Regions from separate parts of the Mus musculus genome. Here region 2 is linked to region 1. A link is a contact called in public Hi-C data. All regions are on one chromosome and are shown on one strand. Each heading gives the region's core, a stretch centred on a gene start, on an enhancer-like site or on the middle of the called end of the contact. The rest is flanking DNA. Distances are from core to core; before and after follow the strand shown.

Region 1 (6,026 bases), core at 291-2,790:
GTGCTGCTCGTCCCTCTCTGAGATCCACAGGTCTGTGCTTTACCTGTATACACTGTAAGCATCATTGATTGATCCTTGTTCTGCCTCTGATCTGCATCCTCCCCATGGGCCGCATCCTTCCCTGTGATTCTCATCCCCCCTGGACCACATCCAGTCTGACAGCCACATCCTATCTGTGCTCTGTCTTCTTGTGCTTCCCCATCCCCACATCCTTATTCTCCGTATGATCCACATCCATGTTCTTGTCCACATCCTCCCCAGTCGTTGGCAGCGCCCACGAAAACCAGCTGTACTAATTGTTCCTTTCCCCAGGTCCAGGGGCTCTCAGTGAGTCAGCACTAGGTTGTCTTGGAGTTCCTGGCAGTGTTGTCCATGACAGCACCACCACTCTTGTCCATGCCAGTCCTCTGTTATTTCCCTGCCCCAAGTCCCCACGGCTATGTCTGCTCCACTGCCTGAGACCTGCTTTCCGAGATCCCTCACAAGACACTTGACTCCAGGGAGCACTCCTGGTACCACAGATCTGGCAAGATAACCTTCTCTGTGTTCACACAGTGCTAGTCCTCCACTGTGGCCATCCCTCATATTTATCCTGATATTGCCTCCTCCCTCAGACTGAGAACACTCTGAGGGTAGTGGATGGCCCCTGGTATCTCTATGCCCAAGCTGGACAGCTACAAAGCTGATCAGATAAGTGACTGTGCTCCAGGAACAGATAAACCCAGAAATCTTAGCGGCTCAGGACTTTAAGGTTAATTTCGCACATTCAAGTTCATTGCTGGTCTAGCATTTTCCTCTGCTGTGTCTTTTTGAGCATTAATCGCCATTGAGCACCTGGCCTCCAGTCCCAGCATCCTTCTGTCCACTCCTATTGTCCAGAAGCATCCATGTGACCTAGGCTACTCACAAGTGAGCCCTGGGTAATACGGGAGCTTCAGAAAGCTCTAGACCTATCTGAGAAGGGCTTGTGGAGGTAGGGAAGGACATCCCCACAGGCAGAGAGGAGGCTTCCTCGCAGGCTGAGTGAAATGAAGCTACATCCCTGTCACCTCAGTCAGAGACCTGAGTTCAGATGAAACTCTGCTGCTTGAAAACAAGGGGCAGGACCCTGGAAACGCCCGATTTAGCCCTGTCAGTCTCCAAGCAGCACAGTGTTCCCAGCTCTCGGAGTCCTTTGTCCTCTGTAAGCTCCCTTAGCCTGCAGAGGTGACTTCTTTATTCTCTGAGCTGCTATTTATAACTTCCAAAGCACCCCTACTCCTTTGGTTCTGTATCGAGGTTCAGAAAAAGAGCCTCTCCCCCCGGCACCCCCCGGCACCCCCCGGCACCCCCCCCCCGCACTCCCCCACCCCATTGCCAGGCCTCTCTCCCCCAGAGCAATCCCGTAAATAAAGGATGAAAGGCCCCGTAATTATTACCATTCGACAACACAGAGACTGTCAAAACCAGGAGTCCAACAAAGGCCTGTACATAAATCACAGCTGATACAATGGCTCTTAGCTGAAGGGGAGAGGGCTTAGAGTCTCAGCGCGGCTGAAAGGAGGTTTGTGTCTGGGGGAGGAGTCACGGGAGTCACGCAGCCCTGGGGAAAGAGATAGGCTGAATGTCTGAACAGAGTGCCAGCCTCATCAACGTGCTAACACACCAAAGACAGGGTAGCTATTGAACGGAACTCGAGTGAAAATCCCGGGAAAGACTCCAGATGTGGCATCTCCACAGTGCTGGTGAGGTTACACCGCATCAGCAGGTTACAGTCTAGCCTGGCAGGGTGTTGTTCCCTACAAAGATACCCTGGCTTGCAGCTCTGCCAGTCAAGAGCCGCCTACAGCCGGGGTGTAGACCAGGGTTTGTGGAGTCAGCAAGGGCTCTCTGGGTTTGAAGAGAGATCAAGTGGGCTGGGCTGCCGGCTAGCTTCCACAGTGTGTGTATGTGTGAGTGGGGGCGTGTGCGTGTGTATGTGTGCTTGCCTATGCCTGTGCTTGGAGGTGAGGTTGCAGGCATTTTCTGATAGGCAGAAAGGAGGATACACTCCTTGGTGACAAATGCTATTGCTGAGCCAAGCCGGATCTCTTCAGTACTTGTCTGTGCAACGGAGATTTCTTGATAACATTGAGAAGCGTTGTCTTCTGGGTCAGAGTTTACGTCTTTGGGCACAATTATTGCTTTTGAGTTAGCCATTCGGTGGTCCCTTAAGAACTCAGTCGAGGGGCTTGGGAGATAGCTCATCAATAAGCGCTTACCTTGGGAGCACAAGGACATGATTCCCAGAACTCACATTAAAAACAAGCTGGGTGTGGTTGTGCACACTTGGAATCTCAGTGTTAGGGAGGAGGCAGGTGGGTTTCTGGGACTTCTTAGCCCACCCCCTCAGCAAGTTGCAGAATGCTAAACTATCTGCCATTTAAAAAAAATGTAGAGAGCACCTGAAGATTGCCCTTTAACCTCCAGCTCCATTTGCATATATACGCATAAACAGGTATGTACACAAGTGTGCCTGAATCCACATGAACATGCGCATACATACATGCAAATGCACACGGAATTCAGTGGCTTTAACAGATTGCTGGTGACTGTTCTTATGCATCATGTACTGCTTGGTATTTATGAATTTCAGATGGATTTCTTTATCTGAAGAAATTGTCCTTAACATATAAACAAAGGGAAGGAGTTAGATACAGGTCCAGAAGCCATATCGTGCATGACCAGTGTAGACAGACACCTACTGGAGGTGTGCTGAGAAGCACTGACTTTGGAGACCACTCATATGATGCTCCTGGATTGACGACACTGGGTGCCATTGACTCTTTCAGAGCTTCAACAGTGTTGGATTGTTAATAGGACTGTAAGGATGAAAAAAGAATCCTGGGGCCAATAAAATGGCTCAGAAGATAAAGGTGCTTGCCACACTTGCTTGATGACCCAAGTTCCATTCCTGGGACCCATATAAGGGTGGAAGGAGGCACACATTCGTTGTGTGTGTGCTCCACACACCCTTGTATACACACACACACACACACACACACACACACTAGCAGCAGCAGCAGCAGCAACTACAATTTAAGAAGGAAATTCTAATTGTCCTGTTAGGCTGTTCTCGACCATGGCATTGGTGACGTTTTAAATCAATAGGAGAGCAAGCATAGCTTGTGAGGCAGGTTAGCATCACTCTGTGACCTCATTCTACCATAAGAAAAAGTCATCGACCGTCTCCTTCAAACAATGGGGGTGGGGGTGAGGTAAGGCTGCAAGGGTGAAACAGAGGGACTCGGTCGCTCCAGACAGAGAGATGGAGCCCAAGTGCTTTTCTCGTGGAGGCATTCTATCTCTGTTGGCCTAGGACAGCAGGCAAGGGCTCTGGTGGACTCGAGAATTCCCAGGAGGCCCTGGGAACAAGCAGCCTAGAGACCTTGCTGAAATGGAGTCCCAAAGCAAAGGAAGCTGGAGACCTTTCATAGAGTCGAGCTCTCCGCTAGCCGACCTCTCCTAAACTCATTCAGCCACATAGCTATTAGAACTCATTGTACCTCTCTGGACCACAGCAGTTTGCCGGGCTGCAGAGTACTTGCAAGGCAAAGAGAATCTGTACTCCTGGGGGTAGTGTGGTTCCCAACAGTCTCTATTGGCCAGCTTGGCCTCATCTTCAGTGGCCAAGGTTTCTGCTTCATGTTCTGCCTCCATGGCTCCCCCTGGGTAACATGCCATGTGAGCTTATGTGGAGCCATGTGGTCTTACAATTCCTAGTGTCATTTCAAGCAAACCACAGCTGGGGGTCAGATTTAAATCAGCATCAAGTGCTAATAGCTCTTTAGCAGCACATCCTGAGATGCCAATGAGCACCTTATGGCATACTGTAACCATAGATTATGTGTGTACATACCTGTGTGTATGTATATGCACACTTGTGCATCTATGCATGTATACATGTTTGCCCCTGTTCATGTGTGTGACTGTGTGTGTGTAGCATGCAGGGCAGTAAATGTTTTTTAAAGAACAGTTCTGATGAAGGAAGGAGAGTTCGAGAAAGCTGGGAGCTCAAGGTGGGTTCAAGAAGCTAAGGAACAAGAGGCTTCTGGGAAATATCCAGAAATACAATAGGGTTGGACACCCCTACACTGAAGATCATGTTCCCAGCCTGCTGCTGGGAGAAAAGGCAGGCTCCATCCTAGGCACCACTGTCCTGGTGTTGCCATCCTGGCTTCTGTGCCTGAGCTGATCTTCAGGGACTCTCACCAAGCAGATGGTCCTTGGAGATTGCATCTTGTGTAGGGGGCATAGTTTTTCAAGTTTTGTGTGTTAATCATATGGGTCCTGATGTCACTTCCACATGTAAAGTAATCTAGATAAACAACACAGAGAGTCTGAGAAGACGGCTCAACAAGTAAAAGTGCTTGCTACACAAGTCTGATGACCAGAGTCCATTCCCAGAGCCCATGTGGAAAAGCCAGATGAGGCAGCCTGTGCTTGCGATCCCAGCACTCCTATGGTGAGATGAGAGGCAGATGCAGAACTTCCTGGGAACTTATGGGCTAGCTAGTTTGTGTACTCAGAGCTGCAACAGAAACTACAGGACAGCCCCTCCCTCCCTTAACAAGTCGGAAGGCAAGAGCTGTTTGTCTTCTGACCCCAAAGGCGCATGCACGTGCGCACAAGCGCGCATACCACACACACACACACACACACACACACACACACACACACTTGTACACAAAATATGAATGAGTAGATAATAGATTAGGTATTAGACCACTTGAACACAGTTAAGGGGCATGTTATTTCAGTAACAATAGCAAGCTACATTACAAAGCATATTTTTGCCACGAGACTGGCAACCTTTGCAAAGAGCCCCTCTGTTTCAGCTCTGATGGCTCCTGCAGCAAACTGCTCTCTCTTGAACCTCAGCTTCCCTACCTTTCAAATGAGATCAGCAAAGCAAACAACATGAGTCTAGCAGTCATGGTGGGGCTCACACAAGACAGAGCATACATAGCGTGGTTCATGCAGCACAAAGCATCATGGAAGGACTCACTGGCCCCTTCTCCTACCCTAGCTGTGGATTTATATTGGAATAGAATGGCTCCAGAGTGGTGGGACACCACTGCCCCCTACCATAGTCTTCCTAAGTGCCAGGCTGACCATGTTATCAGAAGTTTCCATGGTAGCCCTCTCTGAAGTTCTCATACATCAGCTTTGGACATTATGAGCTGGGTACCATGGAAATTGAGTCTCCATTCTCCTATGCACTCCTATATACCTGTGCTGAGTCTTGGCCTGGGTGGCAGACAGGATTCACACAGTAGGACAGCATCTGTCCCTCCGTCTGTCTGTGGAGCTGCCTGGATGATAGACCACCCTCTGCTCATCTGCTCTCTCCCCTTCACACCACCTGACAGACTTACACAGAAAGCCAGCCTGGCCAGACCTGCCCCCTCAGTTGGTGGCACAGGGGAAGATGAGGGAATTAACTTCTGGCCCGCTGACAGTGGCACAGCCTGCCAAAGCCGCCCGGGTAATTTGGTTCCTTTCCTTTGTTGACTTGGTGCCAGCGCACAAGAGTGGATTAAGCAGGGAAATTCTGCATGGAGAACTCTCCCCCTTGGCGCTGCAATCCCATTGTCTCCTGAGAGTGACAGCCGCTGGTGGAGCCAACACACACCGCTCCATTGGCACGTCCCCAGGACAGAGCAGCTTCCCTGTTCCTGAAAAGAGGGATTTGTTAAGAAACTGGAGTTGAAACGAAGGACGGGCAGGAGACGAGAGGGAAGTGGAAGAAAAGCTAAGGCTGGTTTGTTAATTAAAGGAGTGTGGCCTGCTAGTGCTAACACAGATACCCATAGAGGCCTAGGTGAATCTCCAGTTCATTTCTTCTGAGGGGTACTATCATGATTGCCCACCCTTTGTGAGCATCTCCTGGTGCCAGGCACTAGGTTGATGCAGGTACGTCAGGTAGAAATGTGCAACCATTCTTGCTATGAGAAAAATATCAAGTCCTTATCAAGACATGTAGAAGAACCTTGGGTAATGAGTGC
Region 2 (5,613 bases), core at 1,594-4,093, 530 kb before region 1:
TCTGTACACTAGGTGGTGCTAGTGTCGCGCTGTGAATACCCACAAAGGCCTGAACACATGTGTTGGTGTATTTTTACCACTTGGGGTCACTTAAGGATTACCTGACTTGCCTCTTTTCCATCTAAGCAAATTCACAGATTCCAAGGAATTATTTCCCCATTACATTTGTCAGAGTCTGTGGCTTTTTTTTTTACCTAGATCTTGAAGGCCAAGAAGTGTGAATTGGAATTTTTTTTTTCCTTAGCGAATTGGCCCCACATGGCTAGTGCCTGGGTGGTTCCTCCTGTCACAGTATGGTGGACTACCCCCCACCCCACGCCTTCTCTTGGGCCCACCATTGGAGACTTCTCCGTATAAAGATTTTCCATACATGTCAGGATCGTGCTTACGCTAATTGCTGTGCTCATTAACATCTCCAGAACTTGGAGTGCTTTTTCTCAGTCATTTCCTTTGATTTTGCCTGTCTCTGAAAGGCCAGCTCTGAACGAAGTGAGGTGGGTATCACATTAACTAATTGCTGACACCCACCGGCTTTCTTGCCTCCTATGCAGCTGATCCCAGGAATTACACCATTGCCCCTGGAGAGCATGCTAGAAATTTGTGGAATGGCCCTGGTGGACTTGCCTGCCTGTGGGTGGGTATGGGTGAGGACAAGGGCAGGATGTGTGGGCTTGCACAGCTTGGACAATGAGCCTAGTCACTTCATATGGCAGCTCATGGGGACTTATGTGAACACTCAAAACGTGGATGGTCTTTCAGAATCTCCCTTCTCAGCAAGTAACTTCTATTTTTCTTCCTTTCTTCCTTCCTATCTTTTTTTTTAAACTTTCTTTGATGTGTTTGCATATTTTATGTGCCTGGTACCTGTAGAGCTCTTAAGATGATATTGTATCTCCTGGAACTGGCGTTATACATGACTTGAGCCAACATAGGTGCTGGAACCAAACCCAGGTCCTTTGCAAGATCAACAAATGCTCTTAAGTGGGAGCCATCTCTCCAGCTATATACCTTCTGCTATCACTGAATAGCTTCTCTCCAGCTATATACCTTCTGCTATCAGTGAATGGCTTCTCTCCAGCTATATACCTTCTACTATGACTGAATAGCTTCTTAGGTGATGGAAGCAGAACTGAGTCACCAACTCAAGAACATCCTCTGCTGGGGCCATTTAAATCTGTGACAGAATTCATTTGGTTTCTACCACTGAGTGCACAGTTAAAATTACACTCAGTGTTATATAGTTTATCATCTGTGTCAAACCCACCCAAGAAAGTGAGATAGGCCTCTATTAATTAAATCCAAACTAAGACGCTTAAATCTTTTATTTCCCAACCTTCCTCCTTAAATCCTCTCCATTCATACCACCAACCCCTATGTAAAAAACAGTAAGTATCATTTATTGGTCTATACTGTGAACTTGGCATCATTCTAAGTACCCATTCTGGTTCAGTCCTAACAACCCAGAAGCTAGGTTACCTTCATATTTCCCAAGCATCACCAAGAGGGTAGTTACTAGTTTAAAGATGACATGGCTGGAAAGTAATGGTGCTAGGACTGCCTTTATTCTTATGCTGTTGCCTGCTGGGAGATCTTCCCTCCTTGACTGTCAGGATCTTACCCAGTGTCAGGGCCCTGAGTCATCCTACCCAGCCCCTTGAATGAAAAGTCTGCTCTGGAATGCCACCCAGAAGCCAGATATTTTGGATTCTGACTCATGTAAGAGCCAGCGCTATCCTTTTTCAGGTAAGGAGCCTGAGGCGCAAGGGTCTTGGATGTTGAGTTTGTCAAGCCCTGGAAGGTGGGCTTTCCTGCTGTGCCCCTCCAGGAAAACCTCAGCTCATCTCTTTGTCTCCCCTACACATTATAAATTAGCTAGCGGGTCGTGGTTGTGCACGCCTTTAATCCCAGCACACGGGAGGCAGAGGCAGGCAGATTTCTGAGTTCGAGGCTAGCCTGGTCTACAAAGTGAGTTCCAGGACAGTCAGGGCTACACAGAGAAACCCTGTCTTGAAAAACTAACTAACTAACTAACTAACTAACTAACTAACTAACTAACTAACTAAGCAAATTAGCTCTAAACTCTCTAAAACTGTCACATACCTATTCCAGGTGGGTCAAGGTGCTGCTAGAGCAGTGGTTCTCAACTTGTGGGCCACCAACAGTTGTATATCAGATATTTATTTTACCATTTATAACAGTAGTACCATTACAGTTCTGAAGTAGCAATGAAATGATTTTATAGTTGGGGGTCCCCACAACATGCAGAACTGGATTAAAAGGTTGCAGCATTAGGAAAGCTAGGAACCAATGGTCTAGTGAGAGGCTTTTGGGCTACAATGCCTCTTCTCCCTCTACAGTGTGCAGGCATTCTTACATTGTGACCTTTTCCAACTGACGAGACTATCATGCTTAGATGATGGAGGCCTTCAACAGAAAAACACCGAGACTTTTCACTCCGAGCAGGAAACAATATCCCATAGTGTAATAACCCCAACAGAATGGAAGAATAGACCACTTTCAGTAAAACAAACAAACAAACAAACAAACAAACAAAAAACAAAAAAACAAAATCACAGCTTTTTCAGCCTTCTCAAGAAAACCTTTGACCAAAATCTGAGCATGATTTTGAGCATATGGGCCCCAAGTTCCAATTTGCTGTGGCTGAGATTTCACTGGTACGATGGACCAACACTCCCAGAGAAATATGTGAATTCATCGTGGCTATTTTTGCAGCACTGAAGCTGGCACACTTCCAAGCTGAGAACTTTCTGCTTTAGCAGCTCTCGGTTATTTGAGGCTGGATGACTCACTTAGTGTAACATCCTCTTGTTTTCCTCCTCCTCCTCCTCCCCGGGCCCCCTCCCACCTAAGAGGGCTGGCAGGGGCAGGAAGGGTTATGAAACTCAAGCTGCTGTTGAGGACTGCATGTCTTGTCAGTTTTTGGTAGTGCTTTGTTGGGAACCACTCTTCCTGCTCCTTCACGATCTCCTCCCTACTAGGCAGGTCACCTCTGTCTTTATGTGTGCTCTAAACCTTTTGTTCCTTCCCCTCCCAAAGTATACGCTTCCTGCATTTTATTTACCTGCTTAGACATACTACCTCTTGCTGCAGAGAGAAGGGCATTTAAAGCAGGCCGACCTTCAGCATACTCTGGACCCAGGGCAGAGTATGGCCCGGCCAGGGCTGCTAGTAAGCATTTATTTGTTAAACAGGGAAAAGAAAGGAATGAGAGAGGAGTAGGCAAGTTTCGTGACCCTTCTGTGATGATCCAGCTAGCAGAGTTCGGATGACAGGTTAGAATATGTTAGCTTGTAAGTTTCGTGATTTTTTTTTTAAGATGGGAGATATGTACATCTTGGAAATTAGGCTGTAGAGTCATACAGGGCTGAGCCGTGACTGTCTCCTTTAGGGGGGTTGTGTTTTCCAGACTGAAAGTATGTTGATGTAACCCAGAACCAGCTAGCTACTGGATGGAAAGCTTTCTCCCCACCACTGTGCACTGCCAATCATCCAGAGCCACTGCAGCAGTACTCACCGTGCACAGTCTCTCTCTCTCTCTCTCTCTCTCTCTCTCTCTCTCTCTCTCTCTCTCTCTCTCTCCATCCACCAACCACCCACCCATCTTCTGTCTGTCTATCTATTTCTATCTATCCTAGAACTTGTTCTGTAGACCAGGCTGGCCTTGAACTCACAGATCTGTTTGCCACTACCTCCCAAGTGCTAGAATTAAAGGTACGTACCACCACCCAGTGTATTTTAAATTCTTTACCCCTCTGTAAAGCAGGAATAATTATTGTCCTTTAAGGAAACTGTGGTTTAAAGTAACAAGGTAAAAATTCAAGAATACTAGTTGGATACTTCAATACCTGGTTTTCAACCAGAACTGGAAAGACTTAATTATAACTAGCAGAATATAGGCTGAGAAGACTCTATCTTTAGAGGCCCCAACAACAGAATACATATCCCTCTAGGACACAGGGAGCATTCCCCAGGATATGGTAGTCCATAGACATGCCTCAGTCTGCTCAAAAGACTTTGAGCTACACGGGCACCAAACACACTGGACCGAACTTGGAAGTCAACAACAGAGAGCATCATAGCAGTAAACAAGCACAAGGAAGAGATGGAGCTGCCATGTCAAAGATGAAATCCTGAGAGAAATTAGAAACTGCTCTGAGAAAGGTGAAAACAGAAATGGTAAAGACAGCTAGGGGAAGAAGCTAAAGCAGTGGCTAGAGGGAAATTTATAGCTGTGAATCGTTGTATTAAATGGGAAAGAGGGGAGCTAGGGAGACGGCTCAGGGCTTCAGAGCGAGTGCCTGCTGCTCTTGCAGAGGATCTGAACGTGGTTCCCAGAACCCACTCATAACTCCAGTTCTAGGGGATCCGACTCCCCTTTGGGCTTCAGAGGACACTAGGCACACACATGGTACACATACATACATGCAGGCACTCGTACATACACATAATTTTTTAAATTCAAGATAAAAAGAGAATCTCATGTTAAATTCCCATCTTAAGGAACTAGGGGGAATAAAGAGAAAAAATAAATCCCAAAGCATGCAGGCGGAAGGAAACAACAAAGATTAGAGCAAATGTTAATAAACAAAAAATGGAAACAACAGAAGAAAATCGATGGAACCAGAGATTCGTGTTTCACAGAGATTGACAAAGCTGGCAAAGCTCTGTTTAGAAAGAGATGAGCTCATTTTCCCAAGGTGACTTCAATAGGGAAAGTCAGAAGGAAGATTCTGGAGGGAGGCAGAGTTGGTGTCGATGATCAGGCTGCACCTCCTGCTCCCTGCTTAGCCTGTAAGCGCTCAAGGAGCAGGAACTCCTGTCACTCATTTGCACATCCCTAGTGCTTTTACTCTGCGCCTGGCACACAAGAAAGGCTCCGGAAATGTTTGCTGAACTAAAATGAAAAGCACACTCCTCCCCATCCTTCGCCACCATCTGTGAACAATGATAAATTATGCTTCCAATGCAGATCGAGCTGAATCGCACAATTTCTGATGAGAGAAGCTGGAAACAGCAAACTGCTAGGCCTTAAAAATAAACCCTCAGCTTCAGAGATTTGGCCCAGAAATGAACCGGGTTACAGCTCCAGCCCTGACACTCAGTTTATTACCCTGGAGCCGGAGGGATGGTGCTTCTGGCTGGAGAGAGACTTGATCACCTTGGCCTGGCCCTGGGCACCGGGTGGGAACTCATCTGCCCTGTCCCTGTCTGGATTCCCAGGGCGATGGATACTGCTTATTATAGCCAGGACTGGCCCCTCCTCAGATGGATCTGATCAAAGGGAGCCCCCAGACCCAGCCTTCTCCCCACCCCCACCCCCGCCGACTCCCAGAGTGATAGGTTAGGAACAGAGTTCAAGGTCCTAACTCCATGTAGAACATAGATTTCTGCCATTCCCTGTGAGTAAAATGTGAACAATATTGATGTTAATGAACTCTGGATCCTGAGAGGCTGGAAGAGAAGGGAACCCCGATAATACTCAGTGGGACAGATGCTGCCACATGCTCAAACTGGCGTGAAGTGTAACCTGTTCCAGGACCAGGAAAGATGGCCTCGTCTTCACACATATTATCTCCTTGGCTGATTAGGAGT

What was found. A called contact is a pair of places that touch in the nucleus more often than the background predicts.
Region 2: a Hi-C map of cerebral cortex shows a contact between it and region 1, with 3 times the contacts expected there. The contact joins two enhancer-like sites. A contact is called at or near these places in 1 of 39 promoter capture datasets (liver), 1 of 15 datasets of contacts at CTCF or cohesin (the NIH/3T3 cell line), 4 of 484 Hi-C or Micro-C datasets (the N1E-115 cell line, cerebral cortex, cortical neurons and 1 more), 13 of 115 datasets of contacts at active chromatin or transcription factors (SST interneurons, astrocytes, craniofacial prominence and 10 more) and 1 of 9 other capture datasets (embryonic stem cells).

Annotation. Positions count from the first base shown.
Region 1 is chr12:12,676,360-12,682,385 of GRCm38.p6, reverse strand. No RefSeq gene overlaps it. Among named protein-coding and RNA genes, the nearest start is that of Gm34637, 9.5 kb to the right of the region's middle. Within about 2 kb of position 1,540, at least 117 of the 459 cell types and tissues checked have an H3K27ac peak or open chromatin away from gene starts, as enhancers often do. A contact at or near this core is called in SST interneurons, cerebral cortex and cortical neurons, where this site is marked.
Region 2 is chr12:13,209,496-13,215,108 of GRCm38.p6, reverse strand. No RefSeq gene overlaps it. Among named protein-coding and RNA genes, the nearest start is that of Gm24208, 31 kb to the right of the region's middle. Within about 2 kb of position 2,843, at least 30 of the 459 cell types and tissues checked have an H3K27ac peak or open chromatin away from gene starts, as enhancers often do. A contact at or near this core is called in SST interneurons, cerebral cortex and cortical neurons, where this site is marked.